Linked DNA regions of Sus scrofa: regions 2 and 3 are each linked to region 1. The links are chromatin contacts, called in public HiChIP or PLAC-seq maps. All regions are on one chromosome and are shown on one strand. The core of a region is the stretch at or near the end of the contact, and the rest is flanking DNA. Distances in the headings are between cores, read along the strand shown.

The links. HiChIP or PLAC-seq counts read pairs in DNA pulled down with a chosen protein or histone mark.
Region 2: an H3K27ac HiChIP or PLAC-seq map of alveolar macrophages shows a contact between it and region 1. The contact joins the promoter of JADE1 here to the enhancer-like site in region 1. A contact is called at or near these places in 1 of 5 promoter capture datasets (liver), 7 of 47 Hi-C or Micro-C datasets (brain, embryonic fibroblasts, epiblast stem cells and 2 more) and 2 of 2 datasets of contacts at active chromatin or transcription factors (alveolar macrophages and skeletal muscle).
Region 3: an H3K27ac HiChIP or PLAC-seq map of alveolar macrophages shows a contact between it and region 1. The contact joins two enhancer-like sites. A contact is called at or near these places in 2 of 47 Hi-C or Micro-C datasets (both in embryonic fibroblasts) and 2 of 2 datasets of contacts at active chromatin or transcription factors (alveolar macrophages and skeletal muscle).

What each region holds. Positions count from the first base shown.
Region 1 is chr8:96,282,014-96,286,104 of Sscrofa11.1, forward strand. All of the region lies in intron 4 of JADE1 (protein Jade-1), which reads right to left. Among named protein-coding and RNA genes, the nearest start is that of JADE1, 280 kb to the right of the region's middle. Within about 2 kb of position 2,033, at least 1 of the 83 cell types and tissues checked has an H3K27ac peak or open chromatin away from gene starts, as enhancers often do. A contact at or near this core is called in alveolar macrophages, where this site is marked.
Region 2 is chr8:96,561,810-96,565,387 of Sscrofa11.1, forward strand. JADE1 (protein Jade-1) reads right to left here and starts at 2,323. Exons shown (of 15, transcript XM_021100682.1): 1 at 2,090-2,323.
Region 3 is chr8:96,599,924-96,603,489 of Sscrofa11.1, forward strand. No RefSeq gene overlaps it. Among named protein-coding and RNA genes, the nearest start is that of JADE1, 38 kb to the left of the region's middle. Within about 2 kb of position 1,593, at least 7 of the 83 cell types and tissues checked have an H3K27ac peak or open chromatin away from gene starts, as enhancers often do. A contact at or near this core is called in alveolar macrophages, where this site is marked.

The sequences.
Region 1 (4,091 bases), core at 783-3,282:
GCTGAGGCCTATTTCAGACAGTAAAGATCTAAAAAGTTACTTAAAAATTTGTGTCATGGACTTAAATGTAAAATGTAAAACTTTAAAACTTTGAAAAAAAAATTGGAGAAACTCTTCAGAATCTGGGGCTGGGCAAAGAGTTATTACACTTGATACCAATCTTAGAATCCATAAGAGGAAATATTTGGTATATTGGGTCTCTCAAAATTAAAAATTTTCTCTCCAAAACACCCTATAAGAGGATGAAAAATCAGGCTACAGACTAGGAGAAAATACTGCAAAACCACAAATTCAGCAAAGTACTAGCATCTAGAATATATAGAGAACACTCAAATCTCAACAAATTAAAAAAAAAATCAAACAATTCAACTAGAAAATGGGCAAAAACCATGAACACATTTCCCAAAGAGGATATACAGATGGCAAATAAGCATACAAAAAGATGTTCGACATCATTAGCCATCAGGAAAATAATGCAGATTTAAACCACAATGCAATATCACTACATTACTATCAGAATAGCTAAAAAAAAAAAAAAAAAAAAAAAAAAAAAGAAAGAAAGAAAAGAAAAATGGCGGCAACACCAAATGCTGGCAAGGATGTGGAGAAACTGGATTGCTCATACATTGCTGGTGGGAATGTAAAATGGTCCAGCCACTCTTGAAAACAGTTTGGCAGTGTCTCATAAGACTAAACATGTAACTACCACAAGCCCAGCAATTGCACTCTTGGGCATTTAGCCTAGAGAAATGAAAACTTATGTTCACATAAAAGCCTGTACACAAATGTTCATAGCAGCTTTACTCATAGTAGCCAAGAACTGGAAACAACCCAGATGTCTTTCAATGAATGAATAGTGAACAAACTGTAGTACATCCATACCATGAAATATTACTCAGCAATTAAAAAAAACTATGATACATACACAAATCAATAAGAATTTATGCTGTTTTAAAAGCTGATACCAAAAGTTTATATACTATATAATTCAATTAACATAACATCCTTGAAAGTGGAAAATTACAGAAATGGAGAATAGATTAGTGAGTATCAAGGTATGATGAGGGTCAGGGAAGGAGGGAAGTACATGTGACTCTAAGAGGCCATATGAGGGATACTTGTGGTTATGGAAATGTCATATATCTTGATTGTATCAATGTCAATGGTATTATACTTGAATGTATCCTACAACAACTTACTATAGTTTTGCAAAATGTTACTATTAGGGGAGACTGGGTAAAGGGTACACAGGATCTCCTAGCATTACTTCTTGTAACTGTATGTGAATCTATGATTATCTCAAAATGAAAAGTTTACTTTAAAAATATATAGCCAATTGGAAGAGAAAAGAATTAAAGTATTGGAGTTCCCATCGTGGCGCAGTGGTTAACGAATCCGACTAGGAACCATGAGGTTGCGGGTTCGAGCCCTGCCCTTGCTCAGTGGGTTAACGATCCGGTGTTGCCGAGAGCTGTGGTGTAGGTTGCAGACGCGGCTAGGATCCCGAGTTGCTGTGGCTCTGGCGTAGGCCGGTGGCTACAGCTCTGACTCGACCCCTAGCCTGGGAACCTCCATATGCCGTGGGAGCAGCCCAAAGAAATAGCAAAAAGAAAAAAAAAAAAAAAAAAAAAAAGAATTAAAGTATTAATGTATTCCTAGAAAGTAACCTAAAAGGTAAAGAAATTTCCTTATGTAATTCAACAGAGCCATATGAATGAAAAATTCATCTGGCCTAAAATTATGCAGATGTATACATTCCTAAGACTTGTGCTCTGTTGTCTTTTCAGTGCTAGCAGAAACAAGAGGCTAAGCGGGGTTGCAGAGGTGGGAAGAGAAAGGGAACATGCACACTGAAAAAAATATGGAGTGGTTCTTCCTAGAGCCCTTTAAAAATATTCTCTGTCACCTGGCTTTCTGTTTTCTATCTAAATGGCCAAAAGGAATTAATGACTATGTCCTTTCTGTGGTAAACTCACCAGGGCCCTGAGGGTAGAGGAAGAATCTGAGCCTTGCCTCACTTCAGCCAAATTTTACCTAATCTCTCATGCATATTTCTCCACTTCAGTTCCAAGGCTTTGCCCTGAATGCCTTTCCCACCTTCCCAGAGTTCCTCCCATTCCCCTAGCAGCCCCACTACCCAGAACAGAGCATCCATGCAGACATCTAATATATCACTTACTGACTTCTAATCGTGGGTCGAGCCCAGAAGGTCACTCTGTAACATTCATCTTAGTTTTAAAAACATGAGAGGGACATTGTTGGCAAAAATCCAGGAGTAATGAATTCTATGTTCTAGAAACAGAGAAACTGAACTATTTCAATTTGAAAGAGCTGGCAGAAAACCAACAGAGTAAAGTCCTCTGGGGGGAGGAGAAGGGAAGTAGGCTGGTTAGTTAACTTGTAGGTCTGTAAGTTGGGCAGATTTCTTTAAAAGCAAACAAAGCAATTTTAAACTTGAGAGACTTAATTGGCATCCAAGGCCAAGAATATGAATAATTTTATTAAAAAAACCTTGCTCAAGTGAGAATTCTGCAATCGAAGCATTCTGACTCTTAATAGCTAAAGTTTAAGGGAGAAGAATATAGAAAGAATATAGAAAAGGATGTTTATTTTTCCAGTCATATATTCTAAAACATACCTAGACCCTTCCTTTTCTTCACTCACTCCCCCACAACCACACATGAACTGACTAACCTGAATTTGCAATATGTCTCCCACTTGTCCCTTCCCTGTCTTTTTCTACCATTTATGCTGACCAAGACTACCTTACCCATCACTTGAATTATCCAGTGGTAAAACTGGTTTTCTTCCCTCCTTAGCCTTCCCTGCTCCAATTTATTTTACACACTGTGACCAAAGCAATCTTTTAGGAAACTTGAACCATGATATTCTTCTGCGTAGAGCACTCCATGCCTCCTCTCTGGGTAGAGAGCAGGCCTCAGCATTCTTAGCACAACGCTCCTTCCCCACGCACCTGGCTCTAAACATTGTGGTAGTTCCAATGCCTTTGGATGTTGAATTGGTGTACTGCTTGTATAGTGTTACCCCAAATACATGTCCACCTGGACCGTCTCTCATAATGTGACTTTATTAAATAGGAATTTAATAAAGTCACATGATTAAATTAAATAATTTAATGTGTAAATTAAATAATTCCATCTTACATTAAATCTGTAAGATGGAATTAGTTAAGGTGAGATTTTTGCTGGATTAGTCCTGGCTCTAAATCCAATGACTAATAGATTTAGTGTCCTAATGAGAAGGCCATATAAAGACATGCAGAGACACCAGAGGGAAGATGGCCATGTGAAGACGGAGACAGAAATGAGAGTGACGCAGCTACAAGCCAGGGAATGCCAAGGATTGCCAGCAGCCACCAGAAGCTAGAAAGAGTCAAGGAAGTAGTCTTCCCTGGAACCTTTAGCAGGAGCATAGCACTGCTGACACCTGGATTTTGGACTTAGACCTTCCAGAACCGTGAGAGAATAAACCGTTGCTTTAAGCAACCAAGTTTGTGACAATTTGTTATAGCAGCCTCGGGAAACTGACACAATTGGTTAGGAGAATTTTGGCGGCAAAAAATCAACAGCAAAAACAACATCCAAAAAACACAATTGCGCTTAAGGAAAAAGAAATTTATCACAAAGATGCCACTGTATTTCAGGTATCCCAAGAATAGAAATGCAGCTAAATCTCAGGAATGTCAAAATCAGACACAAAGGTCACTAGAGTTCTTGACCTATGATTCTTTCCCCCTCTGTTTTTGCTTCATTTCTTTTTTTCTTTTTCTTTTTCTTACTCTTCCTCTTTTCTCTCTGCCTGCTCTCTCTACCTACATTTCTTAAGGTCATAGTGATTAAGAGATCCAAAGTTCACCTTCTAATAATCCAAAGAAGTTGACTACTTTTTCCTTAGTTTCAGTTCCAAATTTCCCAAGGAAAAACCAATCAGCCTATTGAGTCAGAATTCTACCAACATTCACCAACCAATATTATATTGCCGGAAGGTGATTTTTACAGAAATCATCAAGGTGATGATTTTTATAGAAACCATGTAGATGAAGCAGAACTAGGAGGGGAAAATTGACAGAA
Region 2 (3,578 bases), core at 1,073-3,572, 280 kb after region 1:
CACAGCAATGCCATATCTAAGCCACACCTGTGACCTACAACTGCAGCTCATGGAAACACCAGATCCTTAACCCACTGAGTGAGGCCAGGGATCAAACCCACATCTTCATGGATACTAGATGGGTTCTTAACCTGCTAAGGCACAATAGGAACTCCAGAGGATTTTATTTTTTACCATTGCACCCCAGGCACTGAGAAGAGTATCTGGCACATAGAAGAAATTCAATAGATAATTGCTGAATAAATGAAATAATTAATGGATTAATATGAGCATTATCTCCATCTTACTTGTGAAGAAACCGCATCTCAGAAAAGCCAAAAAAAAAATTGTTCTAAGACTTACAAAGGTTAAAATAAATTGCCCAAGGTCACACAATATTAAGTCATTCCTGAAATTCTATGCCCAAATTTTTAAATTTCTAAACCATTTGTAGTTTTAATAAGTATTGCTTAATTAGATTGACTGAGAACAGGCACCTCCGAGATGCCTAAGTAAGAACCAAAAAACATTTTAAGAACTGTGACAAGATGAGTTACAGTGTATTAGGTATTGGTATTTCATCAAGAAGCAAATCTTAGTTCTTCTCCATGCTAAGGAACACAGTCAGAAAGAGGTTCTTGAGAAGTTGGTGATAACTCAAAAATCACTGAGATCCTCAACATGATCTATTCTATACTTTCTAATTCTACTTCCCTTACGGGCCAGACTAGAACTCCTATTAATAAAACACTTCCCTAAGGATAAATGACAGTCTGTCTCCCCTCATAAAGAAGGAACACTGTGGGAGCTCCCATTGTGGCTCAGTGGAAACAAATCTGACTGGTATCCATGAGGACACAGGTTCTATCCCTGGCCTCGATCAGTGGTTAAGGATCCAGCACTGCAGTGAGCTGTGGTGTCGGTTGCAGGCACAGCTCAGATCTGGCATTGTTGTGGCTGTGGTGTAAGCCAGCAGCTACAGCTCTGATTTGACCCCTAGCCTGGGAACCCCCATATGCCACAGGTATAGCCCTTAAAAAAAGACCGAAAAAAAAAGGAAAGAAAGAAAGAAAGCAACAAAGAAAGAAACAAAGAAAACCCAAGAGTAAATGGGTTTTATACACAAAGAAGTTCATGATAGCATTATTACAGCAAAATGGTAAAAACAACTAAATGTCTATCACATGGGAATGGTTAAGTAAACTGTGGTATATGCTTTGTTAAGAAGTTTGGGAGTTCCCATTGCAGTGCAGTGGAACGAATCCGACTAGGAACTATGAGGTTGCAGGTTTGATCCCTGGCCTCTCTCAGTGGGTTAAGGATCCCGTGTTGCCATGAGCTTGGTATAGGTCACAGATGTTGTTTGGATCTGGTGTTGCTGTGGCTGTGGTGTAGGCCGGCACCTGTGGCCCTAATTTGACCCGTAGCCTGGGAACCTCCATATGCTGCAGGCGCAGCCATAAAAAGCAAAAAACAAACAAAAAAAAAAAACTGAGTTTGTACTTGCAGTCCTCCAATCAAACTCAGTGACAGATTTACCTAGATTAAACTATAGTGACAAATAACATACATTAAATACTTACTATACGCCAGGCAATGTTTCAAGTAATTTGTATATATTAATCTCTTTTAACCCTCAAAAAGACCCTATGAGACAGGTATTATTATAAACACTATTTTACAGATGAGGACTCTGGGGCTCAGGAAGGCTAAGAGTCAAGAAGTAGACTAATGCAGGAAATGGCCTTTCCATCATGCGAGAAAGGTAAAGACAGAGACACCTGGGCTCTTACTCTGCTTCCTCCCCTTTATCAGTCTGGGTTTAATCAGGAGAAAAAAGACACATAGTGATTTGAACAGGAATATTTAATATAAATCACTATTAATTATATCAGGACATCGACATAAAAAGGAATAGGCTACTCAGGAGTAAAAGGAACTCTAAAGGATATGGAAATGGGGAGCAGCTCCTGCCCGAGGGCTGAGATTCAGTACCCAAGGTATGACCCCATCCTCTCCACAGACAGGGCTAAAAAAAATCCAGACTTGACTGGCAAGAGCACAGACTAGACTAATGAATGGCAGAGAGATAGCTACAGTGTATGCTCACCAAATATGCTGAAAATCTGCTTTATGGAATTTGCTGGAAATCCATTCTTTAGGGTGCTGGGAAAGCTGTTCACAGGGAGATGTCTCACTAGAGGCATTCTACTACAAAGTCACCCAAGAAGAGATGAAAGAGTAAAGTGCTGGCCACTGGTTATTGCTGGCTACTATGACAGTAGGTGCTGGTCAGAAGCCCCATGCACTCCAGGAGCCTGTCTAGGGAGCAGGCCAGACTAGGAAGCAAAATACTTCCCTCCTGCAGTGTTTCTCAAGCACTATCTATTGGCAAAGTTTAACATGGCACCATCTGGCAAAGAAAAAATATTTAAAGGGCCCATATCCACTTTCTCAGAGTAGGCAATGAAGAGCAAATTTATAACTGTGAAGTAATAAACAGATAACTGACACATCCTCCAAGGCAGGTACATCACTTATTCTTGCTGAGTTTGGTTCCAGCAAAGTTTAGTGCTGTAATAATTATTTTCAACAAAAGCGTATAGTCTTCCAAGGATGCAAACGGATGATAAAAGTGTTGTGGAGACCTAATATGGAGAGTACCAGCTGAAGCCATGTGCCTCACATGGTCAGTGCAGAGCAAGAGAAGCTCTGCTGAGATATGGTACATCTGCTCGCACCCTCTGAGGACACCGTGTTATCCATAAGGTTTTATACCCCTGCCTTACTCATTTGGGAACACAATCAAAGCTGACTCTATGAGTATGTTGTAGTCTCCTCCACCAAGTTATGTTCTTTCTGAAATGCACTGCACTATGTGGAATGCTAGGCAATCATCCAAATGTTATTAAAAAGAGTGTGTGGTAAAATGGAAAAATACTTATAATTCACATTTTTAAAAGTAGGGTGCAAAAATGTACTATGTGAAGAAAGGAAAACTGCATAAGAAATAAAGAGTAGAAGGAAATATCCCTCAAATCAGTCATTGTCTCTAGGTGGAACTGGGGTAATTTTTCTCTTTTCCTATTATTTTTCTATAATTTGCAAATTTTACTATAGTGAGCATGTACTGGTTACAGCTTTAGGACAAAATTTATATAACAATAAGAACAACCAAAATCCATGTGTGTGTGTGTGTGTGTGTGTGTGTGTGTGTGTGTATTGAAGTCTTACTGAGCCAAGGTTTGGGACCTAGAATATGACAAATAGAGTTCTCTATAGAGTATCTGAACCAGTTCTCAATCATTTACCCAAGCTAAGATGACCAGAACTTGATAGCAGTTAGACCAACTGAGATTAAACAGACTGTCTACCCTAGATGAGACCTAAAAAAAAAAAAAAAAAAAAAAAAAAAAAAAAAGTCAGTGTATTTACAGAACAAAATGAACTCCACTTCTTGAAACTTGAGCTACTGAGACTTATACATACATCTGAGTAAAGACATGAGGAAACTCTATCTAGAGAATTAACCAGCCAAATATTGAAATTCAACCAAATCTAAGCAAAACCAGCAGTATTTGAAATATCAGCAACTTTCT
Region 3 (3,566 bases), core at 343-2,842, 320 kb after region 1:
TGTGGCAGATGTGGCTTGGATATGGTGTTGCTACGACTGTGACTGTGGGGTAGGGCAGCAGCTACAACTCTGATTTGACCCCTGGCCTGGGAACTTCCATATGTCTCGGGTACAGCCCTAAAAAAGACAAAAAAAAAAAAAAAAAAAAAAAAGTATTCTCCTCCAAAGTCATTATGATCATATGTATTTCCTTCTCAAAAACACAGAAAACAGATTTTCTCAGGAGATCATATTATAAGCCTCTGTGATAAGAGAAGCGCTTATCAACTTTAGGTGGTCTTTTTTTTTTTGAGAAGAGAAAAATTATTTTATTGATGTTTTATACATTTTTTTTTGTCTGTGCCAAGGATAGTTTTTTTTTTAATTAAAATTTTAAAAATTAAAATATAATTGATTTTTCGTCTTTTTCTAGGGCCACTCCTGCGGCATATGGAGGTCCCATCAGAGCTGTAGCCACTGGCCTCACCACAGCCACAGCAATTTGGGATCCGAGCGGTGTCTGCAACCCACACCACAGCTCATGGCAACACTGGATCCTTAACCCACTGAGCAAGGCCAGGGATCAAACACACAACCTTATGGTTCCTAGTCGGATTCGTTAACCACTGAGCTACAACGGAAACTCTAGTTAATTTATAACGTGGTGACTTCTGCTGTAGAGCAAAGGAACCCAGTCATACATGTATATATTATGCATTCCCTTTTTTATATTATCTTCCATCATCATGGTCTTTATTCCAATGTCAGTGTGTATGTGATTATCTCTTTAACTATAACTGAAGTAGATAGCATACATCAACAATTACAAGGCTTCAAAAGAGGCTGTGCCCTGAGGGTAGTAACCAAAATCTTGTTATGTTACAGGTGTCTTCCCCAGTGTCCCCCCAGGACAAGCCATTGAAGGCATCTCCCTTCTCCTATAGGATAGGATGATAGAAAGAGAGGCTCATGAGAAGAGGACCAGGAAAATGAGGATGGGAAGGAGCCTGGGTCGTATTGACAGGATCTTCATGGCAGGATTAAGAAGCAGGAATGTATTATCCTTACTCAAGCACCAGAGGACCCACAGCCCAAAAAGTCCACAGGAGCAAGATGAAATAGCTCTGTACAGGCAGGAACAACTGGACAGCAGTGCTGAAGTTAGAAAGCACAAAAGCTTTCCGGAATCACATTCCCAGCCCTACCCCAGATTACTGAATAAGAATCCCAGGGCCAACTTGACCCTGGGTGATTTTGATAGGCAGAAAATTTGAAAACCACTGAGCTAAGATTTGATGTGAAGCTTAGTTTTTTAAACTCACAAATATTTATTAAGGGTCTTGTATGTGACAGACTTTAAGCCAGACACAGGAAAAGAGGGATGAACAAAAAGACAAAACCTGGTCCCCAGAGATTACAGCTCAGTGGAGGACATAGACATAGACAAATAAACATACACTTCCAAACCTACACCTTTCCCTCCCCCTAGAATCAAGGCCCACAGCTGAATACACTGAATTTCCCAAGACCCAGGAAATTCAGTCCTAAGTATAAGGAGCTGTATTTCAAAAAGGCATAACCTGAAAGGAGGAAAGCACCCTCTTGTGGCCCTGGAGGTGGTGGCACCTGAAAGAATGACCAGTTCTAAAAAGTAGGAGGTTGGAGTTCCTCTCGTGGCACAGTGGAAATGAATCCAACTACGAACCATGAGGTTGCATGTTCGATCCCAGACCTCGCTCACTGGGTTAAGGATCCAGCGTTGTAGTGAGCTGTGGTGTAGGCCACAGAGGCAGCTTGAATTTGCTGTGCCTGTGGCATAGGCTGGCAGCTGTAGCTCCAACTTGGAAACCTCCATATGCCACAGGTGTGGCCCTAAAAAGCCAAAAAATAAAAATAAAAGTAAATTTTAAATAATAAGTAGGAGGTTGCCCTGGGTCAGAGACCCTAAGTAGGCAGACCTAAAGCAGCTAGGAGTGTCAGCAGACCCTGTTTCTCTTCAATATAGAATCAGATACTTCGTGAGAAGATATTTTCCTTGTGTTCACTGCTAAGCAGTTTTACTTCTGGCCACCTGGGTTCTCTGATGTGGAATCAAGTGACACATTCTACAGCCAAGGCATCAAGCTCAGCCCATTTCCACTCTCCCCACAGCTCTAACACACAGCAAGGCCTGGAACAGGGAAGCATTCAATAAATATACAGTGAATAAATAAATGAAGTGCACTATCCCATCGAGTCCAACATTGCCTGCTTTGTGGGATCTTGAGAAGACTAGGCAAATAATCACAGTGGTTGAGTCCCTGAATTCTCTGAAAATAAATGACTTCTTAAAATATAAAATATAGTCTATGTCCCTCCTAAGAGTATCTATGAAAAGGATAATATTCACAAGGGATATACTTTGTGCTTGGAGCTAAGCCTGGTATGGCTTAATTTGCAGTAGAGTAACATGTAAATTTATGAGAATAAATTATATTATTTAAATGAAATTATAAAAATAAGAGTCGCTCACTTATATTCAACTTTCATGAATGCTAACACTTCTTGAAGAACATGGAGGTTTGATTTGTATTCAGACCTGAATACAGTATGAACCACAAGTGCCCAGAGACTGCTGATTTCAAGTATGTAGATAGGAAGCCCAGTCAAACACCAGCACAGTATATTTAGCATTTCCAGCACGTCTCCACTCAAGAAGCTATGAGGAAATCAGCTCAGTAAAGGGCTCTGGGTTATGAGATGGTGCTGACAAAATCACTCAACACCATTTCACAGAGGTCACCAGGAAAGAAGGCCAGAACAAAGAGGAAGAAAGGAATACATTACAGGGTGTACAAGAGAAGAATTAAGAAGACAGACAGAGAGAGAAAAGCACAGGATGAAAAAATTAAAGATTTGCTACAGCACTTAATCCACAGAATCCAAAAGTAAATAAACCAGTCAGCAGCCTCTGAAGGAGGAGGGAATTGATTTTGAGACATGTTGATTATGCCTCTAACTCTGAAGCTCATGAAATACTCTCTTGAATTAAGAAATACCAGAGGCTGAAAAGCACTTCTGGCCAAAGAGTTCATCCATCTGAGTTGAAGAGATCACAGCCCACAGGAGAAGAGATGGTTGGTGAAAGAGTCCGTCACTAAACAGCCACTATCCCTCAATGGATCCTGCTCCCAGAGCTGGGAGTCCTCTGTCCACCACATCTGGCTGAGCTCAAGGAATCAGCTTCAACACCTTGCACATGCAAGATGTTTGCAAGGGAGCTAATGTTGACCAGAGAAACAGCTTCAGTCACCTCCAATTAAGTCACATCATTCCCTCAATGTCCATTTTGGAAACCTATCACTGAAGTTTGCTGCATGCAATAATCCTACATTATTCTCAACCACCATCCTCATAAAATATATGGGAGAAATGGTCAAAAATATTAGCTTTGGAGTCGGAGACTCAAGGGTTTGAACTCTGAGTTTGTCAATTTGTAGCTGTGCAAATTGGGGCAAGTTTATTTACCTCTCTGAGCTTTTGTTTCAAAATGCACATTATAATACTATCTATCACATAGAATTATAGTAAGAACCAAAATGACATAA